Regions from separate parts of the Oryctolagus cuniculus genome. Here region 1 is linked to region 2. The links are chromatin contacts, called in public Hi-C maps. All regions are on one chromosome and are shown on one strand. Each heading gives the region's core, a stretch centred on a gene start, on an enhancer-like site or on the middle of the called end of the contact. The rest is flanking DNA. Distances are from core to core; before and after follow the strand shown.

Region 1 (4,119 bases), core at 576-3,075, 140 kb after region 2:
CCCGGGAAGGCAGCGGAGGGTGGCCTAAGTGCTTGGGCCCTGCACCCCATGGGAGACCAGGAGAAGTACCTGGCTCCTGCCTTCGGATCAGTGTAATGCGCCGGCCGCAGCGCGCCTGTCAAAGCTAAAAATTAAAAAAAAAAAAAAAAAAAAGAAAAAGGAGCAGTTAGGACTTGAACCAGCACCCATATGGGATAATGCCAGCCCCAGGGACCACATTTTTCTTTTTTCTTTTCTTTTTTTTTTTTTTTGACAGGCAGAGTGGACAGTGAGAGAGAGAGACAGAGAGAAAGGTCTTCCTTTGCCGTTGGTTCACCCTCCAATGGCCACCGCGGCCGATGCGCTGCAGCCCGCGCACTGCGCTGATCCAATGGCAGGAGCCAGGTACTTCTGGTCTCCCGTGGAGTGCAGGGCCCAAGCACTTGGGCCATCCTCCACTGTACTCCCTGGCCACAGCAGAGAGCTGGCCTGGAAGAGGGGCAACCGGGACAGAATCCGGCGCCCCAACTGGAACTAGAACCCAGTGTTCCGGCGCCACAAGGCGGAGGATTAGCCTAGTGAGCCGCGGCGCTGGCCAACTGCTCCATTTCCATTCTACCTCCCTGCTAATGCACCTGGGAGAGCAGTGGAAGATGGCCCAAGTCTTTGGGCCCCTGCACCTACGTGGGAGACCTGGAAGAAGCTCCTGGCTCCTGGCTTCAGCCCGGCCCAGCCCTGGCCTTTGTGACCATTTGGGGAGCGAACCAGCAAATGGAAGGTTTCTGTTTTTTTTCTGTAACTCTGCAATTCAAATAAATAAAATAAATCTTAAAAAAAATATATATATATGGTCTTCATAGATACTGGCTTCAGTCATATCTCGGAGGTGCTCTGGACACCCTGAAGTCAACCTTGCTCAGAGGCCAGGTTGGTAGCCTCAGGGCAGTGGGTGCTGGTGGCCCTGGGTGTCACCTGTCACTCACTGACCGGGATATAGGAGTCTCTGGCTGAGGCAGAGGGCCTGCTCAGTAGAGGGCAGCCCAGAGACAAAGTCAAAGAGGGTGTGGGTGAGTCGGTGAGTCGTCCTCAGTATCTGCCCTGGGGGTGGACCACGCTCTGCCAAGTTCCCATCTCACCCCACCCTCCGTGTGCCTGCCTGGGACAGCCTGCATTAAGCTGTGATGTGGAAGAGAGACATTCATGTGTCAAGTCACTGGGGTTTTAGGGTTTCCCTGTTATAGATAGCATTCCCCTAACTAATACATCGTTTGTTTTCACTGTTAAATTTTTATTTAATTATTTTAGAGGGAGGGAGAGAGAGAGAGACAGAGAGACAGAGAGAGAGGAGACAGATAAGACAGAGGGTTCCCATCCACTGATTCACTCCCTAATGAGCCAGGAACCCAAGGCAGGTCTCCTTCGCGGGCGGCAGAGACCCAACTACTTGTGCCATCACCTGCTGCCTCCTGGGGTGTGTTGGAATCGAGAGCTGGAGCTGGGTCTGGAAACCAGGCACTCTGAGCCGCCATGCAGATGCACAAACTGGCAGCTTGACTTCCGGGCCCCTCCCCGAGGAAATCACATGTTTGGAGGATAGGGGTCTGCCTTCTTCCTGGCAGCCCAGTCTCTGGTCCTCTTCCACATCTTCTGAAGATTTTTCATTGCACCATACCCAGGAATTATTACCAAATTGGGATTTGTATATATCTACATCTAACACACATACCTACAGGATTAGTTTCCGTGATTGATTGGTCTGATTTCCCCCACCAGATTGCACACCATGACTTAGAGGTGGCCTTGCCCTCGTGCAGGGGTGTCATTCATACGTCCAGAGCAGCAGTTGAGTCACCAGGAGCCCAGTGATTCAGAAGCTGGGACTCTCCCTAATCCACAGACTCCCTACTGATGTCAAAATAAATTGTGCAAGGGCGACCTCTATCGACCACAGGAACAAACTGCAGTTGCTCCCTGTGCCAGCCTGCTACATTTATTACTATGCTATTTATCCTCAAGGTTTTTTGTTTTTTTTTTTTTTTTTTTTTTTTTTTTTTTTTTTTTGGACAGGCAGAGTGGACAGTGAGAGAGAGACAGAGAGAGAAAGGTCTTCCTTTGCCGTTGGTTCACCCTCCAATGGCCGCCGCTGCAGCCGGCGCACCGCGCTGATCCGATGGCAGGAGCCAGGATCCAGGTGCTTTTCCTGGTCTCCCATGGGGTGCAGGGCCCAAGCACCTGGGCCATCCTCCACTGCACTCCCTGGCCATAGCAGAGAGCTGGCCTGGAAGAGGGGCAACCGGGACAGAATCCGGCGCCCCAACCGGGACTAGAACCCGGTGTGCCGGCGCCGCAAGGTGGAGGATTAGCCTATTGAGCCACGGCGCCGGCCTTATCCTCAAGGTTTTAACAACTACATCATCAAGGTGGGCATCATCACCCTTCCTTTATGTGCGAGGAAAAGGATGCTCAAGAAGTGAACCCACTCTCTGCGTTCTCACAGTGCAAGAGGTCCCACTGGGATTCAACGCAGGCCTGGCCCCTGCAGCTGGGTGGATCCAGCCCTGGCCCACTGGCATCACTGGGAGCAATGCAGACCTCAGGGCCCCGCCCACACTTAATGATGCCATCATGCATTCTCTGGAGAAGAAACTGGGTTTTCACATTTGTTTTGTAACCATGGCCTGTTACTTTTCTCTAAAGAAGACTTATTTGAAAGAGTTCAAGAGGAGGAGAGAAAGAGATCTTCTGTTCACTGGTTCATTCTCCAAATGGCTGCAATGGCCTGGGCAAGGCCAGGCTGAAGTCAGGAGCCCGGAATGCCGTCTGGCTCTCCCCGATGTGGGTGGCAGGGACCCAAGCACTTGGGCCATCTTCTGCTGCTTTCCCAGTGTATCAGTAGGGGTCTGGATTGGAAGTGGAGCAGCTGGGGCTGGAATCAGCACTCACATGGCAAACTGGCATCGCAGGAGGCAGTTTAACCTGCTGTGCAACGACGCTGGCCCCAAGCCCCGTTGCTTTTCCAAGTGCTTTCTGTACACTCACTCTTCTATCCTGTGAAGTAAATAAGGTCAGTGGTTGTCACCCCCATTTTAGAGATACAGAAACAGTCCTCGAGAAGTGAAGCCACTCTCCCAAGAGCCACAAGCCAGCAGTGGCCAGAAAGGGCTCTGGGATCTGGTGTTGGTGCCAGCAGGAGGCTTGAAGGTGACTGGGGTCAGAAACCACAAGCTGGCTGCGAGGGAGCCCCCCATCACCAGGTTATCCATGCGTGGTCAGAGTGCTGCCTGGCTCCTGCCTGATGACCCATGCGACCCTGGGCCCCGGCTTCTGCACAGCATGAATTCCAGTGAGGATGAGGCAGGGCGAGGGCTGCTGAGCACGTGCCAGACCCCATGAAGACGGCGGGTAGATGAGGAGCACAGGGTCCTGCCCCTACAGAGCTTAGGGTTCAGTGGGGGAGGCGGACACAGATCCAACGTCTACTAGCGTGGGGGCATAGGATGCACACACGGGTGGCTCTGGCTGTGCCTCCGAGTCTGCCTTTGGCACGGATAAAGCCTTTTCTTCTCTGTGGACACGTGGAGACCGGACTCCCAGCTTGTGCCCCCCTAGTTAGGCATGGGCCATGCCCAAAGCGCTCCTGCCCCCTAGCCCTTCCAACGTGTTTCCTTTGGAGAGGATAAGTTCCCTCCCCAGCTAGGAGGGCAACTGTGGGAGGAGGTGGGCTGGCTCCACTTGACCCAGAGGGCAAAAGGGAGCCACAGCAGACTCTTTAGCCCAGAACTGTTTAGCCTCACCTCTGCTGCTCCTCAGACCCAGGCAAAACGCCACCTGTTCCTCAAGTCATGTTCCTCCTACCTCAGGGCCTTTGCACATGCAACTCCCACTGCTTGAGCAGTTCTCCCCACCTGTTTATTTAGTTAATTCTCAATCATTACTCAGGGGCCAAACAACACTTTCTCCAGGAAGTCTTTCTGGATTCCCCAAATGCCAAGGCCCAAACAGAACATTCTGTATTTCCCCAGGAAGGGATACAGATGACCACAATTCACAAGTACATTCTTAGTGTGACTATTTGCTTAGCATCAGTCTTCCCAGCAGACTGAGAGCAGTCCCAGAGTCTGTTGCCAGTGATTTTCTTGC
Region 2 (3,738 bases), core at 1,211-3,710:
CCTCGGATGCTGAGGGCTGACGGTGCTTCTACACAGCCCCCCTCTCCCCTCCCCCACCTCACCTGGCCACCTCTGGAGACCTGAGCACCTGGCAGGGCTACACGGCTACTCCTGCTGCTGCCCGGGCCCCCTGCGTGGCCTCACCAACCACGGCTGTGCTTTCGGGACCAGAGGGACCACTCTTGCCCTCTGAGCACCGCTCACGTCCTGTGTCCCAGCCTCAGGCCTGAGTTACACCTGCTGCTGCTTAGCTTTGGGGCCCTGCCCACCTGCTATTTCCTGGGTGTCTCACCCCCCTCCCTGGGAGCTCCCAGCACACCCCGCCATCATCTGCCGCCTCCTTTTTGTCGGATTTTGTCTCAACAAGACTGCCGCCTCCTTGCTCTGAGATAAGCGCCCGTGGCTGCCTCTCCAGCCTCCCCGCGCCAGCTTTTTGGGTGAGGATTCTTGAGCAGCCACAGCCCCTCCCCTGGGCCCTGTCCCCTTCGGCCAGGAGCAGCTGCAGAGCCCCCAGGCCTGGGAGGCAGCAGCAGGCGAGGCCGAGAGAGCACGTGGCTGAACTTGTTTGGGTCTCGTCCCTCCCACCCCTGTGCAGAAGGGCTTTCTGCTCCACGTCCTCCAGCCGCCGCCTCTGTCTCCTTTATCCGCAGTGTGTTCACCAGGAGACCCCGCAGCGTGCACTGCCCAGAACAAGACACAGGGACAGGCAGTGGCCAACGCTGGGCTTCTCGCCTAATGCTTGGGGACTCCCTGCCCAGCAGAGGGCAGCAGAGGCAAGGAAGGGGCCGTGAGCCCTGCTTTACTCGTGCGTGGTCTGGTCCCCCGACAGGGGTCTCCCTCCAGCGGGCCCAGCTGGCTTTTTTTTATCGGGCAAAGCATAACAAGTCAGGCACAGGGGCGCATCTCCAGTGGCACTCCCCTCCTCTGGGAGGTCAGGTGGTGAATCCTGATCCGTTTGTGTCTGGGAGGCACTGAGTCCACGCCAGGATCCGTGCTGAGAGCACAGCCAGGCGCACCCTGGAGTCCAGCACGCACACCAGGCGCCCATCACGGACACAACACCCCCCCCCCCCAGTGTAGCGCGGGAGCCCTAGGGATTCGGGAGGACAGAGCAGGCAGGTTAGGGGGCGTGGCCAGTGCTGCAGACCCTGACAGTGCCTCTGTGCGGGTGGGAAGAGCCCCCTTGTGACTCAGCTTCCCCACCCCTAAAGCGGGGGAGATAGTCATGCCCGCCCCACCCCCCTCCCCTGCTTCTGTCCTGGTGCCTTTGTTTGTGCCCACAGCTGGAGCTGCCCCCAGAGACACAGCTGGGGGGGTTGGGATTCCCAAGAAAGAGGCGCCGAACACCAGGGCGTCCAGACCAAAGCCTTGCCTGGGGGCCCTTGTTTGCAGTGCACAGAGACTCCGCCTGGCTGTGCCTGCAGCCAGGGGCCCAGTGTGTGTGCTTAGATGGGGTTGAAGGAACTGGGGCTCAGGGTCAGGGCCACTGGTGCCTGGGAGTGGTCGAGCTCCCAGCCTGGGCTCCAGGGTTGGGCTGGGTCACAGGGCTGTTGGCACACACCTGATTCTCCATCAGGACGCAGAGAGCTATGGGCGGGCGGACCCTGATGCTCAGGAGAAGAGGACGTGGGGGCAGAGTGTATGTGGAGTCAGAGATCCCACCACGTTCCAGCCTGCGACCCTGCCTCTCGGAGCCTCTTCTCACCGATGGGGAAGCCCATAGGCTCATCTGCCTACTACGTGATAGCCCGATGCCTGGCTCCTGGCCTCCCATCTTCTCTCTGGTAGACAGACAGGCAGAGCTCCATCCACTGGGTCACTCTCCAAATACCTGCCATAGCTGGGCTGAAGCTGAGAGCCAGAAACATAATTCGCATCTCCTACCTGGGCGGCAGGAACCCAACCACTACTGCCTCCCGAGGTCTGCACTAGCGGGAAGCTGGAGTCAGGAGCCGGAGCCAGGAACTGACCCCAGGTGCTCCAGCGTGGGATTCAGGCGTCTCAGCCCTGGGCTGAATGCCTGCTCCTTCTTGGCCGCTTTGGTTCACATTTGGATAGATCGGGGAACGGCGAGACTGCTTGAGGTGGAGACCCTGTGCCCTCCCAACCCCCCCGGGGCCAACTGGGGCCTAACCTGCCACCCCTTCTGTTTGCCTTCCCATAGGAGAATACCGACAACTTCCTCGCGACTGTGGACACAGACTGGAAGGTAGGTCAAGGCTGTGCCTCCTGAGATGTGGGACTGACAGCTGCCCTTTCCCTCCCTGGCCACGTCCCATAGTGGGGTCACAGCCCTTCTGTGTGCCCCAGCCTGGAGTGGCCGGGGCTGGGCACCTCCCACCCCCCAGGACCGCCCCCACTGCTCGCTGTAGCTCTGCCTGCCCCTCGCCGGAGGTGGGGGCCAGGCTCTGACTTCCTGGCAGGGAGGGGCGGGCCTGGGGGAGTGAGGATGGAGCAGGAGTGAGGGATGTTGTCATCTGAATCAGCGTTTTCCTCCAATGAAAGCCCAGTTGCTGCTCCAAAATAGCTCCTGTTTCCATGGCAGCAGTTGCCCAGACAACCATGGCCTCTTTAGTTAGGAGACCCGATTCTCTGTGCAAACCGAGCTCGATTCTCTGTGCAAACCGAGCTCGCTCCTGGTGGTTAGTCCCGCTCTTCAAGGTCTTGCTCGCTGAGCCGGCCGTTTCTCTCCTCGAGTCCAGCACTGACCATTCATTTCCAGGTCTCAGAAAACAGCTACGAGGAGGCACCACAGGGAGCCCCACTGGGTCCACGTCCCACTGGCCCTGCTGACCTCCCTTAGGGTCAGTCTCCAAGCCCCATGAGAGCACCGACCTTGAGATCTGGACTCAGGGGCGATGTGTAGGTGGGGCTGCCTGTGGCTTCTCCCCTAGAGGCCACAGTTCTGCAGCCAGGGCCTGGGGCCTGTGTGCTGATCCCTTGGTCACGCACAGCTTCAAGGACGCCCGCGGTGTGCTCGTGTCCAGCTCCCCAGGGAGAGTTGCCTGCAAACACCAGGGACTCTGGAGCTGGGCAGGGAAGGCTGGGACTTGCAGTGGGGAAGGAATGGGCCTCAGGCAGGGGATGGGAGGGATGTGGCGGGAGATGGTCGGAGCAGGTGCAACAAGGAGCTCTGGTCCTGTCTGCTCCAGACAAGGATGGGGTGAAATCCTGGAGCAGCCAGCCCCTACCTGGATCCTCTGGTCCCACAAGGCCAGGGGCAAGGGTGTTGGGGAGTGAGGGATGCAGGGACGCCTGGGGTCACAGAAGAGCCCCCCCCCAACGCAGGGACGCCCTGGGGTTGCAGAGGAGGCCCCCCCCCCGCTGCCCCTCTGAGTGCCCAGCTGCTTCTACCAGGCCTCCTGCTGGCCCCTGTGGGCAGCTGCCTGCCCCCAAGTTGCCAGACCCATGCCTGGGGCAGCTGCCCATGTGGCCCTACACCTGACCCAGGGCCGCACATGTAGAAACGCATCTTCCTGGCCACCCGTTAGACCCCTGGGGGCAGGGTTTTTTAGGGATTTTTTTTAGAAAAGCAGCCACAAGCACGGTGGTTTTCTGGGCCAGGGCATGCAGGGATGTTACCCCTGACGTGTGGTGCATGGGAGCAGGAGGGACCCTCGGGAACCAGACAGACCTGGGTCCAGGTTGGGTCCCTGCCACTGATGCGACTTCCAGCCACACGGCTCCACCGGCTGCACCACTGCTACAGTGAGGCCGGCAGCCCTGAGTGTGGGGGAG

Evidence for each region. Hi-C and Micro-C count contacts between places; a contact is called where the count stands out from the background.
Region 1: a contact with region 2 is called in a Hi-C map of an unstated tissue, with 7 times the contacts expected there. The contact joins two enhancer-like sites. A contact is called at or near these places in 2 of 6 Hi-C or Micro-C datasets (ear pinna and an unstated tissue).

The regions. Positions count from the first base shown.
Region 1 is chr18:41,922,121-41,926,239 of mOryCun1.1, forward strand. SLC38A7 (solute carrier family 38 member 7) reads right to left here. Exons shown (of 12, transcript XM_051846842.2): 12 at 3,867-4,119. Among named protein-coding and RNA genes, the nearest start is that of SLC38A7, 20 kb to the right of the region's middle. Within about 2 kb of position 1,826, at least 1 of the 8 cell types and tissues checked has an H3K27ac peak or open chromatin away from gene starts, as enhancers often do.
Region 2 is chr18:41,785,656-41,789,393 of mOryCun1.1, forward strand. NDRG4 (NDRG family member 4) reads left to right here. Exons shown (of 16, transcript XM_070061974.1): 3 at 2,165-2,209. Among named protein-coding and RNA genes, the nearest start is that of SETD6, 17 kb to the right of the region's middle. Within about 2 kb of position 2,461, at least 2 of the 8 cell types and tissues checked have an H3K27ac peak or open chromatin away from gene starts, as enhancers often do.